Linked DNA regions of Sus scrofa: regions 1 and 3 are each linked to region 2. The links are chromatin contacts, called in public Hi-C maps. All regions are on one chromosome and are shown on one strand. The core of a region is the stretch at or near the end of the contact, and the rest is flanking DNA. Distances in the headings are between cores, read along the strand shown. Region 1 overlaps MYH14 (myosin-14). Region 2 holds the start of IZUMO2 (izumo sperm-egg fusion protein 2). Region 3 holds the start of SIGLEC11 (sialic acid-binding Ig-like lectin 11).

Evidence for each region. Hi-C and Micro-C count contacts between places; a contact is called where the count stands out from the background.
Region 1: a contact with region 2 is called in a Hi-C map of skeletal muscle, with 3 times the contacts expected there. The contact joins the enhancer-like site here to the promoter of IZUMO2 in region 2. A contact is called at or near these places in 11 of 47 Hi-C or Micro-C datasets (brain, embryonic fibroblasts, heart right ventricle and 2 more) and 1 of 2 datasets of contacts at active chromatin or transcription factors (skeletal muscle).
Region 3: a contact with region 2 is called in a Hi-C map of embryonic fibroblasts, with 5 times the contacts expected there. The contact joins the promoter of SIGLEC11 here to the promoter of IZUMO2 in region 2. A contact is called at or near these places in 1 of 5 promoter capture datasets (liver), 23 of 47 Hi-C or Micro-C datasets (adipose tissue, alveolar macrophages, blood and 13 more) and 1 of 2 datasets of contacts at active chromatin or transcription factors (alveolar macrophages).

What each region holds. Positions count from the first base shown.
Region 1 is chr6:55,132,656-55,137,091 of Sscrofa11.1, reverse strand. It overlaps MYH14 (myosin-14), which reads right to left. Exons shown (of 42, transcript XM_021094783.1): 10 at 4,367-4,436. Among named protein-coding and RNA genes, the nearest start is that of MYH14, 37 kb to the right of the region's middle. Within about 2 kb of position 2,786, at least 21 of the 83 cell types and tissues checked have an H3K27ac peak or open chromatin away from gene starts, as enhancers often do. A contact at or near this core is called in liver and skeletal muscle, where this site is marked.
Region 2 is chr6:55,068,053-55,072,736 of Sscrofa11.1, reverse strand. IZUMO2 (izumo sperm-egg fusion protein 2) reads left to right here and starts at 2,800. Exons shown (of 6, transcript XM_021094780.1): 1 at 2,800-3,576; 2 at 3,772-3,846. The coding sequence starts at 3,021.
Region 3 is chr6:54,962,438-54,966,995 of Sscrofa11.1, reverse strand. It overlaps SIGLEC11 (sialic acid-binding Ig-like lectin 11), which reads right to left and starts at 2,988. Exons shown (of 10, transcript XM_013998680.2): 1 at 2,836-2,988; 2 at 1,947-2,753; 3 at 1,705-1,752; 4 at 464-721; 5 at 258-369; 6 at 205-256; 7 at 86-203. The coding sequence starts at 2,610.

The sequences.
Region 1 (4,436 bases), core at 1,537-4,036, 64 kb before region 2:
TAAAAAAATCCTCAAACTGTTATGAGAGCCCATCCACCTGCCACGCCAGCAACAACAAAGCAGCTTAGGAGAGTGGTTGCTAGCGTGCAAGTGGGGAAACAGGTGCTCCTGAAACCCCACTGGAGAATATGGAAACGAGCGCCACCTTCTGGACGGTGACGAGGTGGCTTCAGTACAATTTAAAAAACAGAGTCGGGGTGAGGCTGGGGGCAGGTAGAGCTGAAAGCCAAGAAGTCATGAGGCCGTGATTGTCGGATCTGATGCCAGCTCTCAGGGGTTCATGACCTTCAGCTCTCACGTGCACAGGTGTTTGAAATGTTCCAGAATAAAAAGATAAACACCAAAATTACTCAGCAGTAAAAAGGAAGGCAGCCAGCCACAGAAGAGGACGTCTTAGAGGATTCCACTTGCAGGAAAACATCAGGCGAGGAAAGTCTGTGGACACAGGAGGCAGATCCCTGGCTGCCAGGAGCTGGCGATGGAAACTGGCAAAGGGGTGAAAGTTACCCTCTTTGGCCACTGAAAGTGTTTCTAGAATTGACTGTGGCAATGGCCTGCACAACTCTGTGACAGTACTAAAAGCCACTGATTTGGGGGGGGGGTTGTTTGTTTTAGGGCCACACCTGTGGCATATGGATGTTCCCAGGCTAGGCGTCTGATCGAAGCTGTAGCCACCGGCCTACGCCAGAGCCACAGCAACACAGGATCCGAGCTGGGTCTGCGACCTACACCACAGCTCACGGCAAAACTGGATCTTTGACCCACTGAGTGAGGCCAGGGATCAAACCCACAACCTCATGGTTCTTAGTCAGATTCGTTTCCACTGCGCCACAACAGGAACTCCAAAGCCACTGATTTGTGTATATATACATATATATTTTTTTTTTCTTTTTTTTTTTGGTCTCACTGTGGCATGTGGAATTCCCAGGCCAGAGATGAAACCCATACCACAGCTGTAACCAGAGCCACAGCAGTGACAACGCTGGATCCTTAACCGGCTGAGCCACCAGGGAACTCTGACTTGTACACGTGAATGTTACGGGATATGAATGATATCTCTAAAGCTGTTAAATTTCCTTTCAAGCAGGATAAAACCAAAAGTTGCACCACTCCTGGGACCTGGTATTTTGTGGCTGAGAGTTGATCCTACAGTTCTGTTCATCCATGAGCACAATTACCGATATTCTTGGAACCTTTTTTTGGGGGGAGGCTCATTCCAACAGCGCTGGGATACACCTGCTCTAAGGGTGTGTCTGCAAAGGACAGATTGGTTCCAAGAATCAAAAGTTGGAGTTCCCACTGTGGTGCAGCGGGTTAAGAATCTGACCCCAGTGGCTTGGGCTGCTGCAGGGAGGTTTAGGTTCACTCCCCAACCTGAGGCAGTGGCTTAAAGGATCCAGTGTTGCCCGGGGCATAGATCAAAACGGCTTCTCAGATTCAGTCCCTGGCCCAGGAACTTCCATATGCCATGGGTGCCACTATTAAAAAAAAAAAAATCACAATTCATCTAAGCAGTGACACCTTCCTCAACCACAAAAAAAGACTGAAGTTCACCTATTCCTACAAAAACAGAGTCACTGCCAAAACATACTGTTCAGTGGGAGAGTGACAAAACGCAGCAGCACAGGGTGCTGAGCTAAGAGCTTTTTTTTTTTTTTTTTTTTTTTTGCTTGTTAGGGCCACCTCTGTGGCACATGGAGGCTCCCATATATCAGGGGTCTAATCAGAGCTACAGCCGCTGGCCTACGCCACAGCCATAGCAATGCCAGATCCGAGCCACGTCTGTGACCTACACCACAGCTCACAGTATCGCCAGATCCTGAACCCACTAAAGAGAAACCAGCGATCGAATCCACAACCTCATACAGAGTTCCTAGTCGGATTCATTTCTGCTGCGCCACAACCGGAACTCCTCAGGTGTCTTTTAGTTGGTGCATCTGGGCCGGGGAGGAAGGTCAGGGAGGGTGGGGCCCACGTCAGGGAACTTTTAAATCAGGAGAGAAATACACAACATTTCAATCAAGAGCATGGCTGAACTCATCAGCCCTGGCGCTGGGGAATACCAAAAGGCTTTTTGTCCTTCTAGGGCTGCACTTGCGGCATATGGAGGTTCCCAGGCGAGGGGGTGAATCGAAGCTAGAACTACCGGCCTGCATCACAGCCACAGCAACACAGGATTTGAGCCACATCTGCGATCTACACTGCAGTTCCGGCAATACCAGATCCTGAACCCACTGCATGAGGTCAGGGATGAAACCCACGTCCTCGTGGATACTAGTCAGGTTCTTAACCCCCTGAACCACAATGGGAGCTCCATGGATGTTTTTTCTTAATGTGGGTAAAATGTTTCTGAAAGCACATGCAGGAGGCTTGAAAACCAGGCCTGGGGGTGGGGTGGGGGGGAGCTCGGACTTCAAGCGATGACCTTTGATTGTACTTGGATGACGCCACTGCACGCATACCTCGCTTCAAAATTTTTGTTTCGAGATTGCAAAACTCGGAGCTGCTGTCTGCGCCTAGTACAAGGCAGGGCGGCTGCCGGGAGGGTCACTTGAGGTGACCCGTATCAGGAGGCCAGGCGGGACCTGAGGGGCCCCGGCCCCCACCGGTGGCCTCCATCTGAATTTGTTTGTCAGCTGCCGGGGAGAAGCGCGGGGGATAGGCGGGCGGGGCAGTTATGCAACCGTGGCCGCCGGGAAATCCAGCCGGGGAGGCCCGAGACCCTGTGTCAATTCGCCCGAGGAGGCCAGCCTGCTGGCAGCCTGTGTGGACAGCCGAGCTGGCACTGGTCTCCAGCCCTCCCCGTTGGCAGCTTCCGGACGGACCGGAGGGGAAGGAGACCCGGCCCTGCCCCTGCTTGGCCTGGAAATCCGGGTCTTTCTCCCTGGGTCGGCTGAGAGGAATCTCAGCTCATCTGATGAACTGCCAGGCAGCCGACAGAAAGACTGACATCCCCGCCACGTACACCGCTATGCGTAGAATCCTGTCTCCCTGACCCCAAAGCCACCATGAAGTCCTAACCCCCAGAACCTCTCAGAATGTGACCTGATTTGGGGTCCTGGGTGGGCACAGATGTAATTAGTTCAGAGAAGAGGTTGCCCCGGAGTAGGGTGGCCCCTCATCAAATAGGATGGGAGTTCCCGCTGAGGCGCAAAGGGATCGGTGGCCAGCTGCAGCCTAGGTTGCAAATATGGCTCGAAACTGATTCCTGGCCCAGGAACGCCATATGCTGCGGGCGGCCGGAAAAGAATGAAAACAAAAACAAAAACAGGATGGGCGTCCTACAAAAAGGGGAGGTTTGCTCCCGTCGTGCCTGTAAAGCTGAAGACAGGGATCAGGTGATGCTGCCCCAAGCGGAGAAGACAACCACTGCCAAAACGTGCTGTCTGGCAAGAGAGGTGGGGGCAAAGCAGCATAACACGGGGTGATGGGCTGAGCGCCCCAAGTCCAGACTGACCAGGGCAGACCCAAGGCCAGGGTCAGGTTCTTCCCTGCACCCTTGCTTCAGCCTCTTCTTGGCCTCATCCATCCTCCATCTGCCCAGAGCTGCCCCTCCACTGTTCCCAGCTCTCCCGTGGCTCCCCAGTGCCCTCAGGGCAAAGCCCCAGCCCCTCGGGCTGGCATTTGAGGCCCCACCTGCCTCTGTGGCTCCATCTGCCCACTTCCCTCCGTCATGCCCTAGTTGAATCCATTCAAGAAGTTTTGTTTTTTTTGTGCGTATCTTTTTAGGGCCGCACCACAGCATATGGAGTTCCTAGGTGAGGGATCGAATCAGAGCTCTAGATGTCAGCCTACACCACAGCCACAGCAACGCAGGATCCAAGCCGCATCTGCGACCTACACCACAGCTCACGGCAACGCCAGATCCTTAACCCACTGAACGAGGCCAGGGATTGAACCACATCCTCATGGATGCTAGTCGGGTTCATTAACTGCTGAGCCACGGTGGGAACTCCCATGCGAGAAGTTTCAATGCCTCAAACACACCATGCTTTTCCTTCAGAGCCTTTGCACATGCTGTTCCCCCTGCCTAGAATGCTCTTCCCAACAGCACCAGTGCCCGCCCTCAGCTCTCCAGCCCTTCATGCAAACATCCCCAATTCAGAGTGTCCTTCCTAATCTCCTGTTTGTTTTTTATTGGGGTGAGGGGGGGAGCTGCACCTCCACATGCGGACGTTTCCAGGCCAGGGATCGAGCCAGCACCACAGCAGGGACCAGGGCCACCAGAACTCTCCCTGATCCCCTATTTGAAGGTGACCTTCCCTCCTCCTTCCATTCCCTGCTTTAGTTTTCAAAATGGCCAACAAATGGCCAGGTCCCTGGCCTGTCAGGTCACCTTTGCGGGGGGGGCTGGGGGCTCACTTACAGGTGATCTCTTCGTGGGTGAATCCCAGGACCCTCAGGGACTCCAGCGTCTCCTGGAAGAGCTCGCGCTC
Region 2 (4,684 bases), core at 1,551-4,050:
CCAATACACTTTAAGTGAATCTCCCCTTTAGCCCCACTTAATTGATCGCAGCTAATTCAATGCACATGACACCTACTAGGCACGTAACCCCCAGTTAATTTTTTCCCAGCGAATTCAATGCACATGACACCTACTAGGCACCAATTGCGTGCTAGGCCACAAATAGAGGAGAGAATTTCACTAGGGGGACTTCACAAGCCTCATTTGAGCGAGTATCTACCACCATGAGCTCCCAAACACGGGACCAAACCAAGAGCTTCCCAAATGCTATACAATGAAACATATCACCGTTTGAAAAATCTGCATAACTCAGTTAACTATTATTTTGCAAATGAGCAATACGTGATGTGAAAAAATCACTTTAAGTGATTCTCCCCTTTAGCCCCCAGTTAATTGATCACAGCTAATTCACTGCACATGACACCGATTGGGCACCAACTGTGTGCTCGGCCAGAAGGAAGAGAGAATTTCGCTTGGGTGTGAGCACCCCCTGGTGGTCTAATCACCCCAATACACTTTAAGTAATTCTCTCCTTTAGCCCCCAGTTAATTGATCGCAGCTAATTCAAGGCACATGACACCTATTAGGCACCAATTGTGTGCTTGGCCAGAGAGAGGGAGGGGGGAGAATTTCGCTTGGGTGTAAGCACCCCCTGGTGGTCTACTCACCCAGTTCCACCTTAAATGATTCTGCCCTTTAATCAGTTAATTTATGTTAATTTATCACAGCTAATTCAATTCACATGACACCTATTATGCACGAACTGCTCACATCCAGGTGAAATTATCTCCTCTATTGCTGGCCCAGCGCACAGATAGTGAGTAATAGGTATCATTCGAATTGAATTAAGTGTGATAGATTAACCGGGGGCTAAAGAGGAGAATCACTTAAGGTGTAATGGGAAGATTAGACCACAAGGGGGTGCTCACACCCAGCGAAATTCTTCTTAAAAAATATTTTTGCAAATCTCTAATTTCTAGTTTAATAGAATATAACTGGATTTTCATACCGGCTTCTGCATTCATTCTGCCATACAGTGTTTTGTTTGATGAGAATCTGGTCTCACTCAGATAAGATTTGGGAGGAGATTGGGAAGCAGAGGTGTATTGCAATGTCTTCCTCCGATAATTGTGGATGTGCTTTACTATCACACCAAAATTTGACGAAGTTTAAAGGCCCTTTCAGTTTGGAACCTGAAACCTTGCCCATGAACTTTTCATGTACTTAAATACAATTAAGTTTGTATTGCACTTTGAATGGCTCTTTCGCCCATAGGTGTCATGTGCATTGAATTACCTGGGACCAATTAACTGGGGGCCAAGTGCCTAATAAGTGTCATGTGCGTTGAATTCGCTGGGATCACTTAACTGGGGGCTATAGGGGAGAATCACTTAAAGTGATTTTGTCACATCACGTATTGCTCACTTGCAAAATAATAGTTAACTGAGTTATGCAGGTTTTTCAGATGGTGGTATGTTTCCTTGCACAGCGTTTGGGAAGCTCTTGGTTCGGTCCCATGTTCAGGAGCTCATGCTGGTAGATAATGGCTCAAATGAGGCTTGTGAAGTCCCCCGATTGAAATTCTCTCCTCTATTTGTGGCCTAGCATGCAGTTGGTGCCTAGTAGGTGTCATGTGCATTGAATTCGCTGGGATAAAATTAACTGGGGGCTTTGGTTGAGAATCACTTAAGGTGTCATGGGCTGATTAGACCACAAGACGGTGATCACACCCAAGCGAAATTCTCTCCTGTTTCTCTCCTGCCAAGCACAGGGATGAGGCCTAATGGGGATCATTTGAAGTGAATCAGATGTGATTAAATTCAATGAGGTTAATGGGGAGAAAGACTCAGGGAGCACCCCATGACACCTTAAGTGATTCTCCCCTTTATACCCCAATTAATTTAATCACATCTGATTCACTTCAAGTGATACCTATTAAGCATCATTATGTGCGAGGCCAGCGATGTTCAATTTAAATATAATTCAAACCCCCTAAGTAATCAGATTTCTGCTGGCCACATGAAAAAGGTAAAAATGGACAGTGACATTAATTATATTCTATTTAACTCAATACAGCAAAATAGTATCACTTCAAAGTGCAACTAATATAAAAAAAGTTTTTTACCTTTTATTACACTGAACCTTTAAAATGATCTTAGGACAGCACAGGTCAATTCCGACACTGATTTTTTCATTAATGACACTTTCTCTCTTTTTAGATTTCATACCTTTTACAGCTGAAGTAGTAGATTCACATACTTCAGTTCTTCCAAACATGTTTAAGGCAGTCTCAATAACTGAATTGAGAATCCATTTTTTGCAATCTACGTTTAAATCCATTACAGCCCAATACAATTTAAAGTTCAGATTTCGGTTTTTGTTTTGGGGTTTTTTGTTTTACAGTTTACAGTTCGGATTTCGGTTTTTGTTTTGGGGTTTTTCGTTTGTGGGTTTTTTGTTTATTTGTTTGTTTGTTGGCCGTGCTCATGGCATGCAGAAGTTCCCAGGCCAGGGATCAAATCCCATTCACAGCAGTGACAGTGAGAAATCCTAAACTGTTGGGACACCAGGGAACACCACTGCACCCTTGGGATAAGGTAGGTATATTTTTATCCTCATTTTAGGGAGGAGGAAACAGACAGAAATGGAAAATGACTTTTTTCCAAATATTGATTTATTTATTTGCTTTTTAGGACAGCACCTGAGGCATATGAAGTTCCCAGGTTAGGGGTCCGACTGGCTGCAGTGTGGGTCTAAGCCACACTACAGCTCAGGGCAACCGCTGGATCCCCTTACCCACTGAGCAGGGCCAGAGATCGAACCCGCATGCTCATGGATACTGGTTGGGTTTGTAACCTTCTGAGCCAAAACTAGAACGCCCTCAAATATTTATTGACTGTTGTATGTCAGATTCCTTCCTAGGGGTTGGGGCCATAATAAATACTTGCCTCAGTGATCCATCACGGGCCTAGAACAGGGACTGGCCGGTAAGAGGTGCTCAGTAAATATATGTTGAACTAATGAATGTAAGTGGTGAAAACAGCAGGGATTTTTGTGGTTTTCTCAGCTCTAACCCCAGCTCCTGGAACAGCACCTGGCACACAGTAGGTGCTCAATACGCATATGTTGAAAAAAATGACCGTAAACGCGAAGAAGCCTGGGCAGAGGCCTCTGTTTTTCGAGACTCTCTCCTTCGCTCCCAGTCCCGTGCCTGGCACATAGTAGGTGCTCTGCAAGCACGCGCCTGCGCACGCGAGCGTTTCTCCTTGGGCCTCCCTGACTCCGCCCCTGCCTGGGGGAGGAGCCTGCCGGGTTCTCTCTGTGACGTCACAAAGGCCTCCGCCATGCCTCCGGCCTTGGCCCTTCTGCTGCTCCTGGGCCTGAGCGCCCGCCGAGGCTGGGGCTGCCTGCAGTGTGACCTCTCGGTGCTGGAGGCCCTGAGCCAGCTGCGTGTCGCTCTCATCCCCAGCCGCTTCCAAGTACAGCAGCTGCGGGCCCGCGCTCAGGCCCTGCTGCTGGGCATGGAGGGGCCCTTCTTCCGAGACTACGCGCTGAATGCCTTTGTGGGGAGAGTGGGTGCGTACTGAGGGGGGTGGTGCCCAGTCCGGGGGCGGGGGCGGGGGCGGGGGTGGGGGGCAAAGAGACCAGCCGGGTAGCCTCGGGCGGGGGAGATGATGGCTCTGGGGGCTCCGCCCCCAAGAGGGGAAGGGCGGGGCCCGTCCCGGAGGGAGATGGAGGGACCCACTGGAATTTCCTCCCTTCTCGCCCCAGGGATAGAACAGCTGGACCTTGTGGCGTCCTTTATCAAGAATCAAACAAACAGCTTAAAGGTTAATTCTCTGAGAGGTAGGAGCTAAGTGGGAAAGCCTTTTCCCAGCCCCCTTCCGCCGCCTCCTTTTCCACCTGTGCACCATGCCTTCTCGTCATATAAAAATAAAAGCAAACACGCGTATAGCCTTTAGTGTGTGTCTGGCAGGGTTCTAGAAGAGTCTAGGACAGTTCATCAAGGGAGGCCCTATGGTGATCTGCCGTTTATAGAGGGGGAGGCTGAGGCTAAGACAGGCGGCGTGCTCCAAAGTCGCACAGCTGGGAACTACAGAGCTGAGGATTTCGAACCTGAGACAGCAGTGGGCAGTAGCGGGCCCTGAGGACCGCGGTAGGGGAGGGATCTAAGCTCCGTAAACCCCACCTTGAGGGATTGAGCAGGGAGGAGCAGAGCGGTCCTAAAAAGCAAAAAATGTATCTTATGAAATGTGTGTGCGTTTGTATAAAGTGAGCCCTAGGAGCTCCCTGGTGGCTCGGTGGGTTAAGGACCTGGCCTTGTCACTACTGTGGTGAGGGCCCTTACTCTGGTGAGGGTTCAATCCCTGACCCGGAGGGGATTCTGTCTCCAGCCCCTCCCCCAGAGGTCAAGTCGCTCCCATGTGGCCTTGAATGTGGCCATAAAAAAAAAGAAGAGCCCTAAAAGAGGGGTGGGGAGGGGGTGAAATCAGTATACTGACGTCTGCTGACCTAGGAGAAGGGGACTGAAGGTGCTATGTGCTTGTCTTCCCTGTGCTTAGCAAACGGCGATCGTTTTTTATTTCTTTTCCTTCCCTCCCCCCCACCCCGTTTTAATACCGAACACATAATACACATAATAGTCATATAATTGGGGGAAATACTCATTTTAATTATATTAAAA
Region 3 (4,558 bases), core at 1,739-4,238, 110 kb after region 2:
CCTCCCCCCACCCCCCAGCTTCTCCAGGATGGAAAGAGAAGCTTGGGCTTTCCCCTAAGCCTCTGCCCCCAATAAGTGCCCTGACCTGGCAGCAGCAGGACAGTGGTGCTCTGGGCCCCGTGGACGTTCTGGGCCTCGAAGCTGAGTCTGAGGCTGGAGCTGAGGCCCTCGCGGAAGCTCAGGGAGCTGTTGGCCCAGGGCCCCGGTGGAGCCAGAGGTGACCTTGATGGAGGCGTTGCTGAGATTCCGGTCCAGGTCCCTCCCCCAGCCGCCAGCGCCGGGAGAGGGCGGGCTGAGCTTGGGAGGAGCAGCTGCAGTGCAGACCCTCATCCTCCCAGGAGCAGAAGGGACCCAGCAGCTTCGGGGGGTCTGCGCGGAGGGAGGAGATGGGTCAGGGGGCCCCTCCCCTCCCCTGGACCCGAGCATCCTCTCCCCCGGGGTGTTTTCCCTCCTCCCAGCTCACTCTGCACAGAGAGATGCAGGGAGCCGTGCACGGATCCCCAAAGATGCTGAGCTCCGCACGTGAATTCACCTTCGTGGCCCGACTCCACCCGGGGCAGCTGCAGGACCCCGGGGTTCCAGGGCTGCGAGGGGCTCAGGGTCCGGCCCCGTCGGGCCCAGCTCAGTGTGGCCGGGGGGGTGCTGTCAACGACGCAGACCAGGCACAGAGATTCCCCTTCCAGGACAGGAAGAGATGAGCCATTCCCCAGGTATTTCAGCTCTGGAGGAAAGAGACAGAGACAGAGGAACTTCTGCATGCTGCAGGCGTGGCCAAAAAGAAGGAGTATGAAAAAGAATGTGTGTATGTGTGTAACTGAGCCCCTGTACTGCACAGCAGAAATTAACACAACATTGTAAAACAGCTATACTTCAATTTAAAGTTTTATAAGTAAGAAGTTCTTTTGTGGCGCTGTGGGTTAAGGATCTAGCATTGTCACTGCAGCGGCAGCTTGGGTTCCTGCTATGGCACAGGTTCGATCCCTGGCCAGAGAATTTCCACATGCAGGGGCGGGGGTCCTCAGCCAAAAAAAAAAAAAAAGGTATCTCTACACCTTGTATCCATGAGGACTCAGATTCCATCCCTGGCCCTGCTCCGTGGGTTAAGGATCAGGCATTGCAGTGAGCTGTGGTGTAGGCCAGCAGCTACAGCTCTGATTGGACCCCTAGCCTGGGAACCTCCATATGCCGTGGGTGTGGCCCTCAAAAGACAAATAAATAAATAAATAAAACAAAATCAGTAAAAAGAATCACACAAACTTCTGTGTTGCGTGTAGTGGCTTCGTCTGAAGTCAGAAGGAAGGGGCTAAAATCAGCTGCTTCAAAGTTGGGGTCATTGATCTAGTTCTTACTTGGGGTGGTGATTCCCCAGCTGTTCATTCTTTTTAGGGGTCACGTCGGAGCTACAGCTGCTACACCACAGCCACAGCAACATCAGATCTGAGCCGCGTCTGCAATCTACACCACAGATAGTTAACCCACTGAGCGAGGCAGGGATGGAACCCGCAACCTCATGGTTCCTAGTCAGATTCGTTTCTGCTGCGCCACGACAGGAACTCCCCAGCTGCGCATTCTGTGGTGTCTCCACATAACTTGCCTATGTGTGACAAATCGTCTTTGCACATAGTGAATCAGGTAAAAATAATCTTGCCTAAGAGTGAATGGGGGCTCTCCTCTCCCTGTGTCCCCAGGGCCCTTGCGTCCTACCTGTGCAATTTCCTCGAGAGATGCCGATGGCCAGGTTCCGGGGAGCATCTAGAGCAGTGAGGAAGGGAGTCAGAGCTGGCTTTCCTCCCCCAACCCCATCCCGGGGGAAGTGCAGAAATAGGAAGCAAAGCAGAACAGGGCCTGCCTCCTCCCCGCCACCCCTCCCAGGCCCCTGGCCTCTGGGCCGCCAGCGCCCATCCCGCCCCCCCGCAGGTGCCCGCCATCCCAGGTCCTGCGCTCACATGACACGTTGAGCTGGAGGGTCCACTCCGTGCTCACACCAGCCCTGGGGAAGGTCACCCGGAAAGTGAGGTCGGTGCCATGGTCCTGGGGGCGGGGGGTGAGCAGGATCTCTGAGGAGTTAGAGGCAGCTGAGGCGTCCGGGGCAGCCCCCATCCAGGAGATGGTGGGGGGCGTGGCCCAGTCACAAGCGCCTGGCAGGGAGCACGTCAGGTGGCTGCCGGAGCCAGATGCCAGGGGCTCCTTGATGTAGATATCAGGGGTCCATGTCAGTGCTGGAGAGGAAAGAGGGAGAGGCCAGATCCCAGAGGGGACCCCCGCGGGGGCCCAACCCTGATCTGTCACTATCCCCCTTAGAGATGAGAGGCAGGGACCACCTCTCGCTCGCCCCCTGCTGTGGTCAGTTCCTGGGGACCACTCTGTACCTGTCACGTTCACAGTGAGCAGACTACGTCTGAAACTGTATTTCACCTCAGCTCCTCTCACCAGCTGAAAATAATAGCTTCCACTGTCCCTCTTCCTGGCGTCTCTGATGCTCAGGGAGCAGTTGTTGGCCCCGGGGTCCCCGGAGAGGTCGAATGGGAATTTCCTCCTCTTTTGTGCGGCCCTGACGGGGTGGTTTGTGGCCACAATGACATCATTTTGGGGTTTCTCCTCTTTCCGCATCCAGTAGCCGTAGGCGGGAGTAGCGTCATTCCAGCCCGTCCAGGGTTAGGAGATGGTGCAGGGCACAAGGACGCATAGACCCTCCGGCACTGTCACAGATTCCTGCACTTGGAGCTGGTACCATGGGTCCCTCTGCGGGGACACTGGGGGCAGGGACACAGAGGCTCAGCTGCAGCCCCAGCCCCCGCCCCAGCCCCGGACCCCCTCTCCCCACCTACCGCTCACCCATGCGCAGCAAGAGCAGCAGCAGCGGCAGCGGCAGCATCTTCACGTCCATGGGGTCAGGACTTCTCAGGACTGTCCACCTTCTGGACCTGCCTGTCTGTCCTAGAAGGAAGCTCCAACAGGAAGCTTCTGGGGGAGAAGGGGCACTGCCTATCTGCAAAAGAGCAAAAGAGGAAGCTCAGAATCGCAGAGGTCTGGAATACATCTCTTCTGACTTCTCCTTTCATGGATGGAGGCATCAGGGCAGGGGGCGGGGGGTGGCGGGGGGAGCCTGCAGGGCTCAGCCTAGGGGGAGGGCAGTGCCGGGAATGGGGCTCTGAAGGCAAACAGGTGAGGAAGGGCGCCAGGTGAGGTGCTGGAGGCAGGGATTCCCTCACTCACTTATTCATTCACTCACTCATTCGTGCGCCAGCAAACATCTCTCTACTCTATGCAGGTGCTGGGGACAGAGGAGGGCCTCCCAACTCCTGCCTTTCCCTGTATGACCCCAAACCCAATGTCCTCCTCAGGCTCCCCAAGGACCCTCAACCCCTTGACCCCGCACCTGTCTTGGGGCCGAGTGTGTGTCCACACAAGGCCCTGGGCTCCACATTAAGAAATTACGGCACAAGGCCCCAGGCTCAGAAGGGCCTGGGGTTTGATGAACTGAGGTTGCCATCTTGAAATTCCCAATAATTTTATCTTTGGATTTGCACTTTGTGAATAAAGTCTAATGGGATAAGGAGGAGGCACCGGGGGAATCAGAACCTTGGATCACACGCAGGTGATCTGGGGATGTCTTGCATCCAGGGACAGGCTCTCTGCCCCACTCCCCCCCGCCCTGTCCCTGCATGCCTCCAGCTGGGTACAGGAAGGGGAGGGGTGTGGTGAGCTGAGAGGTGAGCGCCTGTGAGGGTCTCTACTGCCCACCCCCTACCCCCATCAAGCCCTATGGATTGGATATTAACTAGCAAATAAAAAATACTATGAACAAAATGTGGTCCAGCCACACAATGGAATATTACTCAGCCGTCAACAGGAATGCAGCCCTGACACACACTACAATGTGAGGGCCCTCAAAAGATTACGCCAAGCCAAAGACGCCAGACACAAAAGACTACATAATCCAGGATTCGTCTTTGGGAAGGAAGCAATTCAACCTGCAAGAGGCTCCAATAAAAACGGTGGTCAGGAGTTCCTGTCGTGGCTCAGCAGAAACGAATCTGACTGGCATCCATGAGGATACAGGTTCAATCCCCAGCCTTGCTCAGTAGGTTCAGGATCCAGTGTATTGTGGTGTAGGTCGCAGACAAGGCTCAGATCCTGCATTGCTATGGCTGTAACATAGGCCAGCGGCTACAGCTCCGATTTGACCCCTAGCCTGGGAACCTCCATATGCCATGGGTTTGGCCCTTAAAAAAAAAAAAGGGCACACACAGGCACAAAAACTCCATCCAGGTTTGTGCTCTGTACATGCTGTCACACACATTCTTGCTGAATGTATTAGCTTTGGGTTGCCATAAGATAGCACACACCAGGAGTTCCCGTCGTGGCGCAGTGGTTAACGAATCCGACTAGGAACCATGAGGTCGCGGGTTCAGTCCCTGCCCTTGCTCAGTGGGTTAACGATCCGGTGTTGCCGTGAGCTGTGGTGTAGGTTGCAGACGCGGCTTGGATCCCGCGTTGCTGTGGCTCTGGCGTAGGCCAGTGGCTACAGCTCTGATTCGGCCCCTAGCTTGGGAAC